Regions from separate parts of the Zea mays genome. Here region 1 is linked to region 2. Evidence: chromatin contacts called from public Hi-C data. All regions are on one chromosome and are shown on one strand. The core of a region is the stretch at or near the end of the contact, and the rest is flanking DNA. Distances in the headings are between cores, read along the strand shown.

Region 1 (4,110 bases), core at 1,504-4,003, 360 kb before region 2:
AAAAATAACAGAATTTTTGTAAGCATTGTCGTTTAACATCATGCTTTGTGTGGTAAATTAGTTTTGTTCCTTGTAGTTGACAAGGATCAGGGGCCCTGGTATTCATTTATAGAAAGAGGTTTCTATACTGCCAGCAAAGAGTGGATAACCAAATTTCCAAAAGATACTCTGCTGTTATTAACAGTCCTTTCTCAGGCTTCAAAAGTCTCGAAGCCTAATGCTCACTGAAGGAGAACACATATATGATGTAACGCTGTAAAAATCAAATGATTTCAAAACCGTAAATGCTAGAAAGCACACTCCCTACTTCCTTGCCTGCATATAAACTTTACAAAACTAGTTGATTATCCTGTTGCAACTTTAAGTTAGATTGATGCACAAATTATATCAGAACTTAGACAGCTACTACTAATTGTGTGTTTATCATTACACTTGCATTCAACATCAAAATAAACATAGCCTTTTAGTCCCAAACAAGTTGGGGTAGGCTAGAGTTGAAACCCAACAAGAAGTCACCAAAAAGAGAAAGAGAGAGAAAGGGGAGGGGAAGGGAAAAAGCTTTTGAGAGAACTAAAAGGGATAACTCAGTAGCTATTAATTTATATACACCACAGAACCTTGAAAACAAGTACTTAGGAGTACCCGCCACCGACACATTGAACAGAAAGATACCAGTATACCTTTTTAGCCCATTCGTTCTTATGTATAACAAAAATGTACTTCAATACAGAAAAAATTAAATCAGAAATAGAAAAAGGTGGTCACCTTCTTAAACGAACCATAGCCAATGTCATTATTTGATTCCATTTCCTCTAAAATGTCATGAATGTCATAAGCAGCAAACTTAAGCCTCTTGAGCCAGAGGCGCACACGTTCCTCTCGTGAAGACCGCTTCTCAGCGTCATTCAATACAGCTTGGAGAGTCAACAGAGTGCTCCTGATCGACTCAAGATCATCCTTGAACTTCCACAGCATGTTGACCTCAGGCCCAATAACCGCACCAAGCTTCCCCATGACCACCTTCAGGACAGCCGATGCAAGCATCTCACCGACAACTGTGCCCATGGTCATGGAGCGGCTTTAGCTGTTGTGAATCGTAATGGAGTGAAGTAATGTAAATATTGATTTTGCGATTCAATGTATGTGTCGAACTCCTGAAGTCTTTTGGCTGAGTGCCAGTGCATTTCATGGAAGGTGGGAGTCAAGTCAAGCTGTCTTGGTCAGCCACCTTTAATAACAATGCAAAAAAAAGTTAGGTAGACTGCTTTCCTTTCCATTATTTCACATCTTTTCCTTTTTTGTTCTTTTGGAGGAAACCTCAACCTCAAAATTCCATTAATCCTAAAGCTTTCTCTAACCATCAAATGAAATATTTTCAAAATAGCAACTGTGAATGAAGGACAGACCTGACGCAATGGTGACAGGCCTTTCCATTAAGCCAAAGGTCCTGAGTTCGATGAAGCCTCTATGTAGAATGTACCACGGAATTAAGTCTTGGCTCGGTTACTACCCCACTCATATGGGAGCCGGCAGCACTGGGCCTGTCGAACTGTGAATGAAAATCGTTTAAACAGTGATTTAGCATGAATATCTGCAATTCCCAACCATCTTATCCACTGCAATGAATTGCAGTGCATACAACCCAAATTACAAATAAAAAAACAAATTTCTGATTAACTGATCACTCATTACACTGGTGCTTAATTTCGTGTGCATAATGCAGTTTCCCAGTTATTAGTTCATGCTGGTTACCTTTAGCGTCTTTTCCCAGAAGACGCGGGGGCAAGAGCCAAAGATTCCGAGTCTCTGAGTCAGGTCAAGCTTTGTTATCCACCCACAGATTGTTCCTTACTTATCACTGAAGCAAAAGGACAAAGGTCCCTAGTAGCTAGCAGGAAAGAGGTGTAAGAAAGTATAGGAGAGAAGAACGACAGAGCATAGTGGAAGACAGATGTGGACTCCTGTGACTCCTGTCTCGTGCCTAGGCATCTAGGAAAGATGACGAGACGGAAATTTCGCTGGACTGTTACAGCTGAGTGGAGTCAAAGCTAATCGCCAACCGCGTGGAAACAGTCGAAAATGCCTCTGCGATGAGCACGTCAGTGAAATCAAGCAGATCGAAGTCTGCGAGCTACAAACAAAAACGCAGCATCCGGCCTGGCGGCCCCGTTGCATGCTTCCCTCCAGGAGAATCACTGGTTTGCTCGGTTTCCCGTCACTTGCATTTTGTTCGATCCCTCTATTGTTACACGGAAGAGATGAACGCGGAGTGGGATAAACCTGAGCAGGAACGGACCTCGTCGACGAATGCGGGGCGGCGCGGCGCCAGCGAAGCTTCTCCTCGACTAGGCAGTCCCATCCCTACCGATGGATGTTTGGACTGGACTTGGGGCGCGCGCGCGCACACACACAGAGTCATCGGTATCCCAACCCTCGACCACGGGAGCGTCCCTCGCTCTTCCCGGCCATGGTGCAGCCGGCGAGAGGATTCGTCGCGGCGCCAGTTTCGTTGGGCCCCGAGTGGCGCGTGCGTGGGCCTGCAGCCCGCAAAATGTACTGGAAAGTGGGCTAAACAACGGTTTCCCATATCTGGATTAAGATTCCAGGATGCGCGTTACAGTAGTTTTCTATAAAGACAACATAGTGTAAAAATAATTAAGGTGTTAATACAGTAACATTGAATCTTGTTCATCAAATTCAGCATCTATGACTTAGTGCAATATCATCTCCTCCTAAACTATTTTCTAAAGAACTAAGTCTTCGTATGATAGGATGTGCGTGGGATTTAACTCAATCGTAGATAGTGAATCTGATGGACAAGACTTGGTGTTAGTATATTAGTGTGCTAATAGTTTTTACACTAAATATGCTGTTTTTTTAATTCAAATCTATTTTTCTAATGATAAGGAAAGGAAGTGTTATTTGGTGTGGACCTTCACTCTCTGTTTTATAAAGATGTTTTATAAAGATACGATTCTCATTTCACATCTTTATAATAAATTAGTTGCATAGCAGATCACAAAGTGTATTATTAGGTTATCTCTAGTAGCTTAACCATCATCATCCATATATTTAAACTTTACTATGTAAACAGTATAATCTACAGTGCAAACCAGTTTTTTATGATCATATGAGTAAACTGTTGTAGACTGTCTTATATTTTATGATGTCAACTAGTTCTCATACAGTTAAAAATAATATCATTAATCACCCTATCATTCTTTATCATGGTCCAAATCACTACCTTAGCATTTTTATTATTATTGAAACTATCCACATCGTCACATAACTATTCACGTATTGGATAGGGGTGTAACAATAGCAATAATAACTTGCGATAGTGAATGCTAAGTGCTACAAGGTTGATTCCAACCATTCCTACTCTCATTTCCCTCTATTCATACTTTCTATTTATTTTTAAATACATCCCCTCTTTTATTACTCTCCCTATTTATCTTATCCAATCATTTCCACTATTTGGCTTCCCTTTATGTTTTAACTAAGCTATTTAACTCATATACAATAAATTTTTGGAGTTAAAAAATGTACGATATTCGTATTTGTGCTATTGCAATACGCATTGTTTTCTGGTTAAGAAGTTTAGAATAGATTAATTTCGTAAATAATCACAGTCATTAACAAATGAGAGATTACATCTCCTACATCCGATGAGATTTTTCTCTCACCTAATATTCCATGGAAAGGGACTTAGGGAGATGACGTCGTTGGACGGCTCATCCCCGTTCGTACACGTGGAAGAGGGGAGAGGGAGTCGTAGCCTGACGTCAGCATCTGCCTCTAGCAAATTGTGTATATAGATCTTGTTTGGGACAATTTTAGCTCAAAAAAATTGATAGAGTTGGTATAACAAATCAGATGCTTCAGAAAATCGTGAATCTAGAGTTATAAGACTTTAAAAAACATTTAGTTAAATTATTTTATTTATTATTTAGATTATAAATACTTTAAAACTATTTAAATAAACTGACATAAACTACAGCTCCATACTGGATCTAGAACCTAGAGCCATCTCAAATACCTCCATAGTAACACCTTCATAGTCATTGTTTACATAATGAAGTTTAAAATAAAGGAGGATGTGAGATAGGA
Region 2 (4,310 bases), core at 269-2,768:
TAGCAAGATGTTAGAGATATTTATGTACTACATTTTTTACTAGAGAGGAGTGAGACGAGGAGTGTCATGTAAGTTATAGAGTAGAAACAAATTCTACTAATACATAAAATCATTTCTCACCCTCCACCGCATGAATTTGAGATAGGATTATATCTGAACTTTGAAAAGTGGTTGAATGTTAAATTCCAAACTAAATAAGTTACTTTATTGAGTGTATTCCAATTCCTCTAAAATGAAGGGATCCAAACGCTTAAAGCACCAACGGTCGTCCCGCGTCATCTTTTTACAAATAACCCCTCACAACCATTTCAGATTAATCCGCTGCACGCCTATAGATGACCAAACGACGGCTGGGCCAGACGCCAGCGGGCCACAACTCCCATCTGTCTGTTTGATTAAATTAGCGTAAAATATTAAAAAAATAGTGCAAGAGATAGGGTTTGAACTCATGCCTTGATGAAAGAAGGGCAGAAGACACTAGGTAAAGCTATCTAACCAGTAAAACATCATGATTAGATGTTTTTAATATTGAATATAAATTATATATATGTATATATGTTTTTTTTGTAAAATAAAAAAATTTGTGTCGGGCCGGACCAGCAGTACGGACCGAGGCTACAGCCCAAGCACGACACAACGTTCTTGGCTCTTGCAAGCATTAAGTCATTTCTAAGACCACATTAGCGCAATTGACTTCATGGTGTTTGAGGTTGCTGAATTGGATGCGACAATAATGATTTGTCACACTAACAGTAAAATGAAAGGTTATTTGTTGGTTTAAAACGTTAGTAATTGCTACGAAGTAGCATAATTTACATGGAGCGCACACAGTCTTTATTGATGCATAACTTTAGCAACCACTCCATATTTTGATCTATCTTTTTTATAAGTTTGAGTTCACGTGACTTAATTTAGAAACTTGAGCTCACAAACTTTCTCTTATTTGGTCTATGTATGGTGGAATTATATAATTATATAGTCTCTGTATGTTTAATCAGTCGTTGTGAACTCTCTTCTAATCGCTCACTTTATTGGTCGTGTTGTATCAAGACATATTGGATGAAGTAAATAATAACATCAGTTAGCCAAATCAAAAAAATATTATACGGAGAGCGGAGACAATCAATAAAAAATATTGATTTTTTTTTGTGGATAGTTTACATGAGTGTTGTTGTAAGCCGTCGCAACGCACGAACAACCGACTAGTATGGAATAAAACAACAGTCCATAACCACTTAGATAGAAAAAAATTAAAATTAAGAAAGTATAAAAATCTGGTTTTATAAATGAGAGGTAAAAAACACGATCATGAGATTTGAGGGGTCAAAAGGATTTTATCCCAGAATTTATGCACATGTTTGTGTCCTTTCGTGTTTCATTGATGTTGGGCGAAGCATTAAACTAACTAAGCCCATATAATCTTGGCCTGGCCCATAAACGCGGGCCCGGCCCCACGAGGTTCCATGGGCTCCCAAGAAACCATTACATAAACCCACCCATTGCTAGGGTTTCAACCCAGCAGCCTCCCAAATCCCCAAAGCCTCCGACCCCCTTCCTCTCTCCCTCCGCCGCCGCTGCGCACGCAGGGAACAAGCGACATGGGCGTCTACACCTTTGTGTGCCGCAACAACGGCGGCGAGTGGACCGCCAAGCAGCACTCCGGCGAGATCGAGGCTTCCGCCGCTACCCCATACGAGCTGCAGCGCCGCCTCGTCGCTGCCGCCTCCGCGGCCGACTCTGCCTACGGCGTCCAGTCGTCCTTCTCCATGGTCACCCCCAGCTCCGCCGTGTTCCAGGTCTGTTCGCCGACGCATTCCTTCTGGATCCACCGGATCTAACGTTTATACAGTATATAGATGTATATGCGAAGTTGTCTGTATTCGGCAGTGAAGTATCTCGACTTGCCACTGTTTCGGCTGATCGCGTCTGTAGAGCAATAGGTTTGTCAGGTTGATATTATCGTTTTGAGAATCTGATGTTGTGTAGCATAGCAGCTTATAGTGTTGGAGCTGGTGATGCTGTATTTGTCTTGTTGGCATAGAACTATTGTCTTGTTGGTAATTGGTATATAACTATAGATTGAAGTGTTCTCCTTTGGCCATTACTGTTGCCTGAAGTGTTCCCTTTTGGCCATAGTAGAATTCTGTGTTGTTGCTGATCTGCATAATTCAAGCCCATTCCTCGTTTATGTTATATAAACTGTGTTATATGTCAGCCACCACCTATATACTTTAGCTACGTTACTGTGTTTTAGCTGTTAGTTTTTGTTAGAAAATATCAAAATTAACTAGGTTTCAATGTAAAAAAACTGCTATGCTTGCGCTTTGGCTGACTGTGGTGTGTAAGTTCTATGATTAACCCACACCTGAATTGAACGTGGTAGTGTTTATGATGATTAGATGTCTAGGCTTTCTATGTTTGCGTGAATCGTTTCTGCTGGATTGTCCATTGTCATCACCACCTTATGTTCAATACTTTAAATCTTGCGCAGGTGATCGTCGGTGCTGTCGGTGGTGGTGCAATGATGGTGAGCGGAGGTGGCGGCGGCGGTGCTGCTGCATCTGGTGGTGCTGCTGCCGAGGCTCCCAAGGAGGAGAAGAAGGAAGAGGAGAAGGAAGAGAGCGACGACGACATGGGATTCTCCCTGTTCGACTAGAGTTGTGTGTGTCATCTGGATCTCAGAAGTGGTGGTTTGGTCCTGTTGCCGTAGTTAATTTTGCTGTCCTGTCTGTGAACCTGAAGAACTCTTGGTAATTGTTACAAGCGACCTGTTCCAGTTTATGTGAGAATTTGATATGTTGTTTGGAATCATATATTCTCCTTGCCATTTGTTGTGATTTTCGGTGCCAAAAGGTTACTGTTTCCTGTAATGATAATATGTAGCTAGTACTTGTTCAAGAAATTGAACAGCAACAGTACTACTTGTTCAAGAAATTGAACAGCAACAGCTCGTCATGCACCTTCTTTCTCTCGTGAAGCTCTGTTCTATGTTTCTCAACTTTGAGAGTTGATTCTTTAATAGAGTGATTCTCTATCAAAAGTGAATTTATTTGACGAAAATTGTTTTACAAATAGATTGTGAACTGATTTCTGAGTAGGTTGGGAGAGGTGGTAAGTAGGTTTTTTGGTTTCCACTTTCAGTATGAAATAGTGACTAGATTTACTCTACTTTTACCATGGAGCAGTTCAGATTTTTACAGTTTGGCTCTGCGGTAGTGATTCTCGTTGATAGCGAAGTTGTGGGAGCTCTGCCCCTTAATTTAAAGGGTCTTTGCACTGTTTCTACTATTCCAACTTCAACATAAAGTTGTTGTTTATAATCAAATTTAACTTGTTTTAAAAAATATTTTTTACTCTAAACAAGAAATAAAATAACCTATTTAAATGTCTTCTAAAAGTTTATAACTTGCTTTCCGATTTTCTAAAGCTCCTAACGTTATATTTCATCAGTTTTACTAAATTTTATGAAGCACAAGGAGTCCTAAACATGGCCCGCTTCAATTGCCATCGAGAGCTGTCCAAGCGACCCGGACCGAGCCTGCCGCGTCACCTCCCGGTGGCACCCGCCAGAAAGTCCCGGAACAGGGTACGGTCGTACGGATAGGTGTTAGTGAAATATGAATATTTCGTTACCGGGTGAAAGGTAAAAAAACTACTCTTAAAAACGCTTGTAAATATGGATAGATATTACTTTTATCATATTTGTTTTTATATTTTCTCTTCGAATATAAATGTTATTGAAATTATTGAGTTATTTTGGATAATATTTTGGATAAGATTTAAATAAATATCAATATTTTACATACTCAACTTTGAGTATATAGATACGAATATAAATCAGATACGAATCAGATACTGAATACCCAAACTCATAAAAATGGAACCATAGCTCTTTTAAAGTTATACATTAAATTCTAATACACACATGTAATATTTGTATCATATATATATATGCCCTTCATGCCACATGGACACGAGCAAATGCCACACACCCCTCCGCCCATATATGAAGAAGAGCAAAATCTACTGTCGATGTCTAGACTTTTAGCGGTGTATTATTTTGGTCCCTAAACTTTTAAAGTGCATATCTAGATTTCTAATCTTATGAAGTTGTATCGTCCCTATACTCTTAACATGCACAATCTTTCTCTATACTTCTATGATTGTGTCATTTGAAACCCTAAACTCCCAAAATATACGTGAAGTGGGTCAAAACTATTTGGACATGCGATAACACCAAAAACTAAGTTTATTGGCCCAAATAATCTGTACTACTTATTAAGTAAGCAATAGTAGTCTGCCTCCCCTTG

Evidence for each region. A called contact is a pair of places that touch in the nucleus more often than the background predicts.
Region 1: a contact with region 2 is called in a Hi-C map of ear, with 1.8 times the contacts expected there. The contact joins the promoter of LOC103626411 here to the promoter of LOC542339 in region 2. A contact is called at or near these places in 7 of 25 Hi-C or Micro-C datasets (bundle sheath, ear, endosperm and 3 more).

The regions. Positions count from the first base shown.
Region 1 is chr5:59,059,875-59,063,984 of Zm-B73-REFERENCE-NAM-5.0, reverse strand. It overlaps LOC103626411 (putative disease resistance protein RGA3), which reads right to left and starts at 2,753. Exons shown (of 8, transcript XM_008646817.4): 1 at 2,297-2,753; 2 at 1,407-1,549; 3 at 766-1,228. The coding sequence starts at 1,071. It overlaps LOC103626410 (anaphase-promoting complex subunit 2), which reads right to left. Exons shown (of 16, transcript XM_008646815.3): 16 at 4,006-4,110.
Region 2 is chr5:58,702,557-58,706,866 of Zm-B73-REFERENCE-NAM-5.0, reverse strand. LOC542339 (acidic ribosomal protein P3) reads left to right here and starts at 1,518. Exons shown (of 2, transcript NM_001111919.2): 1 at 1,518-1,796; 2 at 2,492-2,971. The coding sequence starts at 1,599. The coding sequence ends at 2,656.